2 separate regions of the Zea mays genome follow, and region 2 is linked to region 1. The links are chromatin contacts, called in public Hi-C maps. All regions are on one chromosome and are shown on one strand. Each heading gives the region's core, a stretch centred on a gene start, on an enhancer-like site or on the middle of the called end of the contact. The rest is flanking DNA. Distances are from core to core; before and after follow the strand shown.

Region 1 (5,538 bases), core at 1,832-4,331:
ACCATGTGTCTTTTGTAAGTAGAAGCAAATAGAAACCCCAGATATTTAGGTTGCCCTAATGCTGTATTACATGTTCAATCTCGCGTTCTAGGTTTTACACTAAAGCTGACCATGCTATTAACTTATGGAGACCTGTTAATCTCTTTTTTTATTACATTCAACTATTGGAAAAAAATTAAACTGATGCACTCTTTGTTCATCCTATGAGGTTCTAGCGATGATAGCTTATAAATAGTGCTTTGCTTCTGTCTGTTACAAGAAAAAGAATTTGGAGTTGCTTCCTACCACAAACAGTGAAGTTCAAACATTATGGTGGAATATGTACTTGCCATTTGCATGCTAATGGGATTGTTGTGATCTTTCGTCTGGATTGATTTGTATGCCATGCACACTATCATAATGGTAACCTAATAGTATGTGAAATGTTTGAAGAAAAAAAAAACTGCACTATACTTGCCAATTAATTGTTTGGCATGTGAAATTGTCATTTTGGATCACCGGCTAATATTCTCATGTCAGATTTGGATGGCGTGGTCAATCGCGGGATAGCATTGGGACAGTTCTCTGTGTTGATGATGATGGAATCTTGAGGGTTGGTTTTCCAGGAGCTTCTAGGGGATGGAGAGCTGATCCTGCAGAAATTGAAAGGGTTGAAGAATATAAGGTTGGTAACTGGGTTCGGATTCGTCCTTCACTAACGGTTGCTGTGCATGGCATGGAGTCCATTACTCCTGGAAGTGTTGGGATTGTATACTCCATCAGACCAGATAGCAGTCTTTTATTGGGACTTTGCTATTTGTCCAATCCATGGCTGTGTGAACCGGAGGAGGTTGAACATGTTGACCCATTCAAGGTAGTTTTTGAACTATCACATAATATAATGTCTATTTGTAATTTATAGTTCTGTTCAATTATTTGAACTATCTACTATTCAATACTTTGTTCCAAATTATAGTTCACTTTGACTTTGTCTTAATTTGAACCTCTTTTTTTGACTAAGTTTATGAAAAACACACAAATACCAACAATCTTGAATTAGTTTCATTACATTCTCCATGAAATATATTTTAATAGTGTATTTATTTGAACTTGTAGGTGTTAATATTATTTTCTAAAATCTTGGTCAAAGCTAGCAATTTTTGACTTAGGACAAAACCAAAGTAAACTATAATTTGGAGCGGAGGGAGTATATAATCTATTTCTTCTTGTGTTTACAATCCCTTACATCTAAGGCTCCCTTTGTACTGTTGTGGTGTTTATTTGACTACCTTATGGTTATATAAACATAAAGATCAATTTTTACTGTCTATTTTACAATTCTAACTAGATTCAGTAGGGCTATACAGCAATGGAAACTCACCTTTCGTATATTTGTGCTTTCGTGGAATTTTGGTGCCTGTTTGTTTTTTCTTAGTTATGTTCTTGTTTTTGCAAAACGAAATTCCAGATTGGGGACCAAGTATGTGTAAAGAGGTCTGTTGCAGAGCCCAGATATGCATGGGGCGGTGAGACTCATCACAGTGTTGGGAAAATAATTGACATCGAGAGTGATGGCCTGCTCATCATTGATATTCCTAATCGGGCTGCACCATGGCAGGCAGATCCATCGGACATGGAAAAGATTGAGAACTTCAAGGTATAAACTTTTTAATATTCATGTTAATGCCTTAATCGATTTTCTTTGGATCATTACCTTCCATTTATATTTGCAGGTTGGCGATTGGATTAGAGTCAAAGTGACAGTTCCCTCACCCAAATATGGATGGGAGGATGTGACTCGAAATAGTATTGGGATAATTCATAGTCTACAAGATGATGGAGATGTGGGTGTTGCTTTCTGCTTTAGAAGCAAGCTTTTTCTTTGCTCAGTTGCAGATATCGAGAAGGCACAACCATTTGAAGTAGGGGAAAAAGTTCATGTGTCACCTTCCATATCTGAGCCACGCCTCGGCTGGTTAAATGAAACTGCAGCTACTATTGGAGCCATATCAAGGATTGACATGGATGGGACTTTAAATATCAAGGTTTCTGGCCGAAAAAGCTTATGGAAGGTTGCTCCTGGTGACGCTGAGAGGCTTTCAGCTTTTGAGGTTGGAGATTGGGTCCGCCCAAAACCAAGTATTGGGAGCAGACCTACTTATGACTGGAATAGTGTTGGGAGAATAAACATTGCAGTAGTCCATAGCATTCAGGACTCTGGTTACTTGGAGTTAGCTGGCTGTTTCAGGCATGGGAAGTGGCTAACCCATAACACAGACATTGAGAAAGTGCAGACAGTAAAAATTGGTCAGCATGTTCGGTTCCGTGCTGGAATTTCAGAGCCTAGATGGGGATGGAGAGATGCGAACCCTGATTCTAGAGGCATCATCGCTGGTGTACATGCTGATGGAGAAGTAAGGGTCGCCTTCTTTGGTGTGCCGGGATTGTGGAGAGGCGATCCTGCAGATCTTGAAATTGAGAATATCTTCGAGGTTGGAGAGTGGGTTAGGCTGAGGAACGATGTGGAGCAGTGGAGATCACTCAAGCCTGGTAGCATTGGTGTGGTGCATGGGGTGGGATATCAAGGTGATGCTTGGGATGGAACCATTCATGTCGCTTTTTGTGGTGAGCAGGAAAGGTGGATTGGGCCTTCTAGCCAGCTTGAAGGAGTTAGCAAGTTTGTTGTTGGGCAGCGTGTTCGAATCAGAGGCTGTATCCGCCAGCCAAGATTTGGTTGGTCCAATCATAGTCATTCAAGCATAGGGACAATCTCATCTATTGACGCAGATGGGAAACTGAGGATTCATACACCAGCTGGTGCCAGGGCTTGGTTGACAGACCCAGCAGAGGTGGAAAAAGTGGAGGACGAGGAGGAAGTCTGTATTGGGGACTGGGTGAAGGTTAAGGACTCAGTTGGAACCCCAGTGTATCAATGGGGTGATGTGAACCACAGCAGTATAGGGGTGGTCCACCGGGCTGATGATGGAGAGCTCTGGATTGCTTTCTGCTTCTGTGAGAGGCTGTGGTTATGCAAAGCATGGGAGGTGGAAAAGGTGAGGCCCTTCAGACAAGGTGACAAAGTACGGATACGATCTGGTCTTGTATCCCCCAGATGGGGCTGGGGGATGGAGACCTACGCGAGCAAAGGCGAGGTTGTGGGTGTGGATGCAAACGGAAAGCTGAGGATAAAGTTTCGGTGGAGGGATAGACTTTGGATTGGGGACCCGGCTGATGTCGTTCTTGATGATGCCCATTTATTGACGGAGGCTTCTAATGGCTTTTGACCTTTTTGTTCATAGGCTTGTGGTATTCTTTTGACCCCATATCTCATTTCTTGCACCCATCCATTTTGCAGCATTTCAAATTTAGCAAAATCTCAACCTGCAGTGGAGTTGCAAGTTGCACATAGTTATCATCGCATAGGCATGCATGGCAGGGTGTATTTCTTGTTGATAACCGGGGAATGAGAAGACAGCGATAGTGAAATACTCCTAGAGTTGATAACCACCACCTAGGTTTTTTTCCCTTTGGTCTACATGTATAATTATGCCGCCTGATACCTTTTGGGTTTCAGTGTACCATATATACCAGTGTACAGGTTCGGACCTGAACATTAATTTGATTGATAGTGGTCTACTGGTCTTGTATGTGCTGACTCGTTGTGCACCGAGTGGCTGGCAATGCCGCGTGTACCAGGAGTTACTGCAAGCTGCTCAGTGGCATACGAGTATGATGACGTATATGGTACAAACTGCACTGCTGTGTATGCGTGGCACCAGTGTTGGTGTGGTAATGGATCGTGATCTAAATAATTTCACAAAATGGTTGGGCTCTAAATAAAGTTTAGTTTAAAAATGAATAGAAATAGAGTCTGATCCTTTAATCTTATAGTATAAAATTTAGAGCTCACTGGTACCCTAATGGCACCTCCACAACTGTTACCTCTAATGCCACCTCCACAAAATAAATGAGGAATCTCCACAAAATGAGGAATTAATGGCCTGTCTATTTCACCTTAAAGATTATATAATCTTGATTATAATCTGAATTATATAATCTAGATTATAATTTATCGTATGCAACTGTTTGGTAGTGTAGATTATACAAGTATATAAGGGTGGTATGGATCGTGATCTAAATATTTCTTTACAATTTGTTGTATATAAGGGTGGTATGGATCGTGATCTAAATATTTCTTTACAATTTGTTAGGTCTCTATATTTATTTTATTTTAAAAATAAATATAAATAAAGCCTTATCTTAATTCGATTTGATCCATGCTTATCATTCCTACGAGTACATATTATTGTTCTATAAGAAAGTACGCTACAAAGAAAATGGTATTATTCTAGCAAATAATGCATTGGCAATTTGATCATGAATGTTATTCATCCACGAGAAGCTACAACAGAGGCATGCACATGTATGTTTCTTGTGAACATTTTATCGAGCAGCTAGAGCACACCCGAACTATGGTAGGCAGCATCTACGCCGTGGACTACTGTGGCGATGCCGGCATTCGGTAGTTCGCGCCATGCGCCACAGTTGATGACGCCCCATGACACAGTTGACGAGCCCGTGCCGCCGTTCTCTAGTTCACGACCGTGGCTGATGGTGCGTGTCGCAAGCATGGGGTCGAGGTCGCGCCCTGCACCGGCGGTGTTATTGGCAAGGTCACGTCCGCCGCTCATGCACGCCATGGATAGAGGTGCGACCTCCTCTGCCCGCGACATGAAGCTCTGCAGCCGCGCTGCCACCGTGGATCAGCCGTCGTCGTGAACGGGTTGTTCATGGACATGCTGCAGGCGGGTTGGATTGGAGAAGCGATGCGATGGCTGGATGGAATGTGCTGGGGTTTCGGGTTTAGCATGTTCGTGAAGAAAAGTGAATGACAGACGTTGTAATTTCTAGTAACATAACCATAGGCAGTGGATCTTTTACCAAAAATAATCTCCAATAAACTCATCTTAAATAAATTATGGGATTATCATAATCTGACCTTGAAATTATATAATCTATCCACATAATATGGTTGTTTGTTTGCCACTTGAATTATTTGCACTAGATTATATAATTTACCTAGATTCCGAGCCCACACCAAATCCGGAATATGACGCTTGGATTGGCAAGGACAATAACCTCTCTCAATTCTGTTGCCGTCTCTTTCGTGACTTATCCTGTCGCAAGTCTCATTTGCAGAGATAGTCATTTTGTTTGTGTGGTATACTGGTGCCAGGATCGAATACATGTTTGCCTCTCAATCCTTAGCTTATATCATCAGCACACGCATGGCGCTTGCCACGTCAACCAAGGGGTGTCCTCAATCATATCATCGAGTACTTCACCGCAGCGGTGGATCTAGCTGCCACGATTAGGATGTGCCAGAAAAAATATAAAAAAGAAAAAAAAACAGGGATCAACAAGACTTAAACCTTAATTGTCAAATTAAAAACATAGTACTTATACCACCGGGATAACTACTTATATGTGATTTTATTGGATGTCGTGGCCCATATAAGCCAACTTTTTTGCATTTTAGCTCTTTTGAGGTTTTTTGCA
Region 2 (5,367 bases), core at 378-2,877, 780 kb before region 1:
CAGAAGGATGAGGCTGTACTATGAGAGTGTATACTAAAAAGATAAAGCATGTATGTAAAAGGAGAAAGCCGTTTCTTCTTTTTTGAAGTATAGACAGGTATGGAACAACAAAGTTAAATGCACTCTTTCTGGGTGTAAAACTATCAATAGAAAGCGGTGAAGCATAAGCTTAGAAGGAATAATTCAGCCCTCAAAATACACATTATCACTTACATCGAGGTAACCCCAGAACTATCATATAACAAATATATTAAATCCCTTGAATACATACAAACATGTATGAGTTACCTCCCCACGTATGTCAGCTAGGAAGTCCTTTCAAAGAAAAAATCAGAGTAGAAGATAAATTTTGTCTATATGTTGCCTCTAGGCACTGATCTCAACAGCAGAAATTGATTTGTGTCCAACCTATAAATTGTAAAGTACAAGGGCCTACCTAGGGATGAAACTAGAACGGAAGCAGACGGATACATATCTATGTTAACATAGCAGAGTTTTCACCAAGCAGGACAGGTAACCAGAAAATAACCAAAATCAAATGGAACAGAAAATGTGCACGTGAACCAACAGTACAAACCATACTACTGCCAATCACCAGCAAACTTGTCCCAGTAACCTGCTAAATCTAGCACTGAAATTGAGAAGGTTTCATAATTCACACAAGGGGTACAAGAAATCACCGCAAACTAGTACTACTACTCAACGGTTGCAGAAGTAACTACCAACTAGTCTTGCATAGTTGCATTCTCATGTCGGCTCCGATACTTTACCAGGTAAAGCTAACAAGTTAGCCAAATTCGAATCCCCCACAGAGGCCAGCAATGAACCGGCAGAATCGTAACCCCCCCCCCCCCCCCCCCCCTCCCCACAGCATTCATGTAACCATGTTAGATTGAAGCATTGATGTTGCATTGATAAAAAAAACAACCATGCATTCGTGTCAATCAGTGATTACCTCAACCACACTGCAAAATCGACCTAAATCTCTGCAACATTGGTAACAAGTACTTGTATATCATACTACCCGTAACGCAAAAGAAAACAAAAAAACAATCGCAACGCTGCGACAGCAACACTAATCACCTCGGCACGAGAACGCATTCGCATACTGACATCTGATCAGCCATTGATCCAATACACTCTCACACGCAATAGGACGACGAGGAGGACGAGGAGGAGAGCAGAGAACGTTCTTACGATGCAGGTGAGCGCGTCGGGAATAACCAGCTCACGGCCGCCGCCGGAGGCCGCCTCGCCCTCCTCCAGCTCGAGCTCCCCTTCCTCGTACCCCATCTCCCCGCGCCGCCCCAGCATGACGTCGTCGGCCGCGGGGCGACCCCCGCCGATCGCCGACGCGCCGCAGCCGCCAAGATCACGGCCTAGGGTATTTCACGTTGTCCTTTTCTCTGTTTATAATTTTATTTAATTTTATTGTCTTATTGTTTTTTTATTATGTGCTCCCTCGTCGCATCGGACATCGGTGGTGTGGTATGTGTCTTCCTCGGAGGAGAGCAGAGGACAGAGGACAGGATTGTATGTACGGGAGAAATATAGAAAATATATATACTAGTAGGACGCAAAATATTAATTCGAGGCCCGTGCGGGCCTGGCAGAGCTTTTGCATGCTACTTGTTGGTGCTGGCGGAGATGCCGCATTTTGGATGGGCGTTGGCCGTTGGACGGCGGAGGCGCGGAGGTGAGGCGAGCCTGGCAAGTCCGTGGAAACAAGGCGGCCCGAGCGCACGACGTTTGTGCAGCGGCAGGGAGCAGGGGAAAGATACGCGCCGACCGCGAATGACAAGTGCACGCAAATCTGGCGCGACCACGCGTATCCTACGGCATAGGGCATGCTATATACTATATATCTATTTTTAAGATTTTTTTCCTGAGAATCTTATTAGTGAGAGACTTTTTTTCATTTCTATCAAGTTCGTATTTTCTAAGGTTATTGAAAATATTATAACTTATGTTAGAAAAATATGGTAAGAATTTTCATCATTATTTCATATTTCATTTACCCTAACCTAACAAAATAATTATAAAAAGATCATAATATATTTTTCTAGTCTAAAATATGCTATTAGCTACTAACAAAATCTGTACTGAAAACTCAGTTTATACATAAACAAATGAAAAAAACAAATTTTGTTAAAAAGTAAATTGAAGCAACTCAAATGGGTGGATAGATAAAATGAACAAAAAATACTTTAGAGGGTTATGTGAATATTGTCCATAGAAGAGGGGAGTAATTTGGACTTATTTATAGTCAAAAGTCAACCAAAAGAGATGGCTTCCATCCAAATTCACATTCAAAAGCAACTTTTGTTTAGCACAAATTTGACATCACTTTTACTTATGTCTTTTACTTTCAACTATTCACAAAAATCACTCATCTACCATTGTTACAGAAAAATATCAAATTATTTTTCTTTTTGCATACACACGATTATTTCATGTCTGCATCATCGAAATTATTCATCACTCGCTGCCCCCGCTGGTGATGCCCATATGTCGTTTCCCACCACGTCAACGCCGCCCCACCTCCATATGCCACTTAATTAGGTCATAGAAATTGTCGAAACAAGTCAACATCCAGAAATCTAACAATATGTTGCATCACCATCTTTTGAGTAATTAGGTCATATAACATGTAGCCCATTAGGGGAGCACAAATAGGGGTCCTTGGATTCCTCTTAGACTTATATTCAGTAGTTGTCGCTCACGTTAGTATTTGGATTTTGCTTTAGAACAATCTATTTTTTGAATGGTTGTCGTTATCGGTATGTGAAATCCCAAATTTGAGTACTTAGTCATATATATGTAATTATTATTATACTTGAGTTATATTTTATCATGTTTTTGTTTGTATTCTTTGGTTGTCACGAGGGATTAGTATCCTCAATGAGGGTAATTAGATTGTGACGTGGTTAATAAACACAAAAGAGATGGTGCTAAAAGGTTATAGGGTTTGCATCTTTATGGTTTGCAGCTAGATCGGTCTATCGATTTCCATTAAATCGATAGTTATCTTAAACTTGACAGAAGATTAGGAACTACATCCCTATCAAATGGCATCTGACACTACCGGAATCGACGGCTTTGCCGAGTGTCGCACTCGGCAAAGAGGGCTCGGCACACAGTGCATCGATAAAGTCTTCTTTGCCGAGTACTTTTTCTCAAGCACTCGGTAAAGATTTTGCCGAGTGCCAGGAAGTACTCGGCAAAGACTTTGTCGAGTGCCAGGAAGTACTCGGCAAAGAAAAGCAACCGTCATGGTGCCGGGTGACGGAGACGACGTCTTTGCCGAGTGCCTAGATGACACTCGCAAAGGAGTTACCTTTGCCGAGTGTCTGCCGGCCAGCACTCGACAAAGAATATGTCAGCGGGGTCCCCATGCCAGGTTCTTTGCCGAGTGCTTTGTATGGCACTCGGCAAAGCGTGCTTCTTTGCCGAGTGTCAGAGCCACTACACTCGGCAAAGAACCTATATCGATGCCCAGATCTTGGTTCTTTACCGAGTGCTATGGTCCTGACACTCGGCAAAGAACCTATACCGGTGCCTTAGGCCTTCTTCATGTCTTTCCACCACTTGGCGACTTCATCTCTTGGTTTGGTCTATCACATAATGCTGTCAGATCCACTCTTGCCTTTACGTTATCCTTTGACTTATGAGGAATGTCCATAATTGTTGCCCACAGTGCCTCAGCAACATTCTTTTCAGTGTGCATCACGTCAATATTGTGTGGAAGGAGCAGGTCGTCATAATAGGGGAGCCGAGTCAAGCCAGACTTATGTGTCCACATATGTTGCTCACCATATCCCACAAAACCACCTTCTGTGTTGGCCACGAGCCCATCTATCTATTGATGAATTTTGGCACCAGTCATCGTTGCAGGTGGGCGGTCTGTCACTACGACACCTTTCGTAAAGTTCTTGATGTTTAGGCAGAATGGATGGTCAGGAGGGAGAAATTGTTGATGTTTATCGAAGGACGAATATTTGCCACCCTTTTTCAACCAAATGAACCTGAGAGCTTCCTTGCAAACTGGGCATGGGAACTTACCATGAACACACCAGGCGCAGAATAGCCCATACGCCGGTAAGTCATGCATGGAGTACTGGTACAAAACATGCATTCTGAAGTTTGTCTTCGTACCTTGGTCATACGTCCATACCCCTTCCTCCTAGGCACATACCAATTCATCGATCAAAGGCTCCATGTACACGCCCATTTTATTCCCTGGGTGTCCGGGAATTATCAATGACACAAATATATTCTGCCTTTGAAAGCACACACCAGGGGGAGATTGATTGGGATAACAAACACGGGCCAATATGTGTACGGGGCAGCGCTCATTCCATAGGGATTGAACCCATCTGTGGCCAACGCAACACGTACATTACGAGCCTCTTCGGCTTTCTCACGGTGAATGGCATCAAAGTGTTTCCATGCTTCACCATCGGATGCGTGCACCATCTTGTCAGGATTGTATCATTTTCCATTTTTGTGCCATGTCATTTGTTTCGCGGATTCCTCTGTCATGTATAGACGCTGGATCCTCTGTATAAACGGAAGGTGCTGTAGGATTGTCAAGGGGATGTCGAGCTGCCTCTTCTGTCCATCACCAGAGTCTACCTCCATGAACCTAGACGATTTACACTTGGGACAGTACTTTGCCTCCACGTATTCTTTCCTAAATAGCACGCAGCCCTTCGGACAAGTATGAATCTGCTCATACGTCATCTTGAGTGCACAAAGGAGTTTCTGTGCCTCGTACATGCTCTTTGGCAGAACGTGATCATCCGGAAGCAGGCTCCCAATAACCATCAACAAGCCATCGAATGCGTCTCTACTCATGCTGTACTACGACTTAAACGCTATTACACGCCCAATGGCATCTAGTTGAGAAACCTTTGTCTGGTCGTGAAGGGGCTTCTGTGCCGCGTCAAACATGTCGTAGAACGCCTTTGCAGTCGGCTCTGGCTCGTCATCCATACATCCTCCCGTGTATTGTGCCTCCTGATAGTCGTTCAACATATCCGCTACCCTCTGAAAGGGAAATGTGCCCTTGGGCCATTTCTAAGTATTTTGGTGATTGAGTGTCAACACAAGTGCTTAAATGTGAATCTATGCCCATGGGTGGACAAAGTGCAAAACAAGAGTAAAGGTATGTTTCTAAATCTTAGTACATTGGTTTTGTGTACTAATATACTTGTCTAAGTGATTAGAAACAGAAAGAAGAAGAAAAGAGAAGAGTTGGTTGTGTACAGCCGAAAGGCTGTTTCGGTCTGGGGCACCGGACTGTCCGGTGGTACACCGGACAGTGTCCGGTGCGCCAGGCTGCCTCGAGCGAAGTGGCCACTCTCG

The links. A called contact is a pair of places that touch in the nucleus more often than the background predicts.
Region 2: a contact with region 1 is called in a Hi-C map of tassel, with 2.8 times the contacts expected there. The contact joins the promoter of LOC103635747 here to the enhancer-like site in region 1. A contact is called at or near these places in 3 of 25 Hi-C or Micro-C datasets (ear, endosperm and tassel).

Annotation. Positions count from the first base shown.
Region 1 is chr8:116,611,589-116,617,126 of Zm-B73-REFERENCE-NAM-5.0, reverse strand. It overlaps LOC103635738 (E3 ubiquitin-protein ligase KEG), which reads left to right. Exons shown (of 15, transcript XM_008658118.3): 13 at 520-853; 14 at 1,448-1,636; 15 at 1,713-3,632. The coding sequence ends at 3,263. Among protein-coding and RNA genes, the nearest start is that of LOC103635738, 23 kb to the left of the region's middle. Within about 2 kb of position 3,081, at least 17 of the 20 cell types and tissues checked have an H3K27ac peak or open chromatin away from gene starts, as enhancers often do. A contact at or near this core is called in ear, endosperm and tassel, where this site is marked.
Region 2 is chr8:117,389,779-117,395,145 of Zm-B73-REFERENCE-NAM-5.0, reverse strand. LOC103635747 reads right to left here and starts at 1,627. Exons shown (of 14, transcript XM_008658128.4): 1 at 1,198-1,627. The coding sequence starts at 1,314.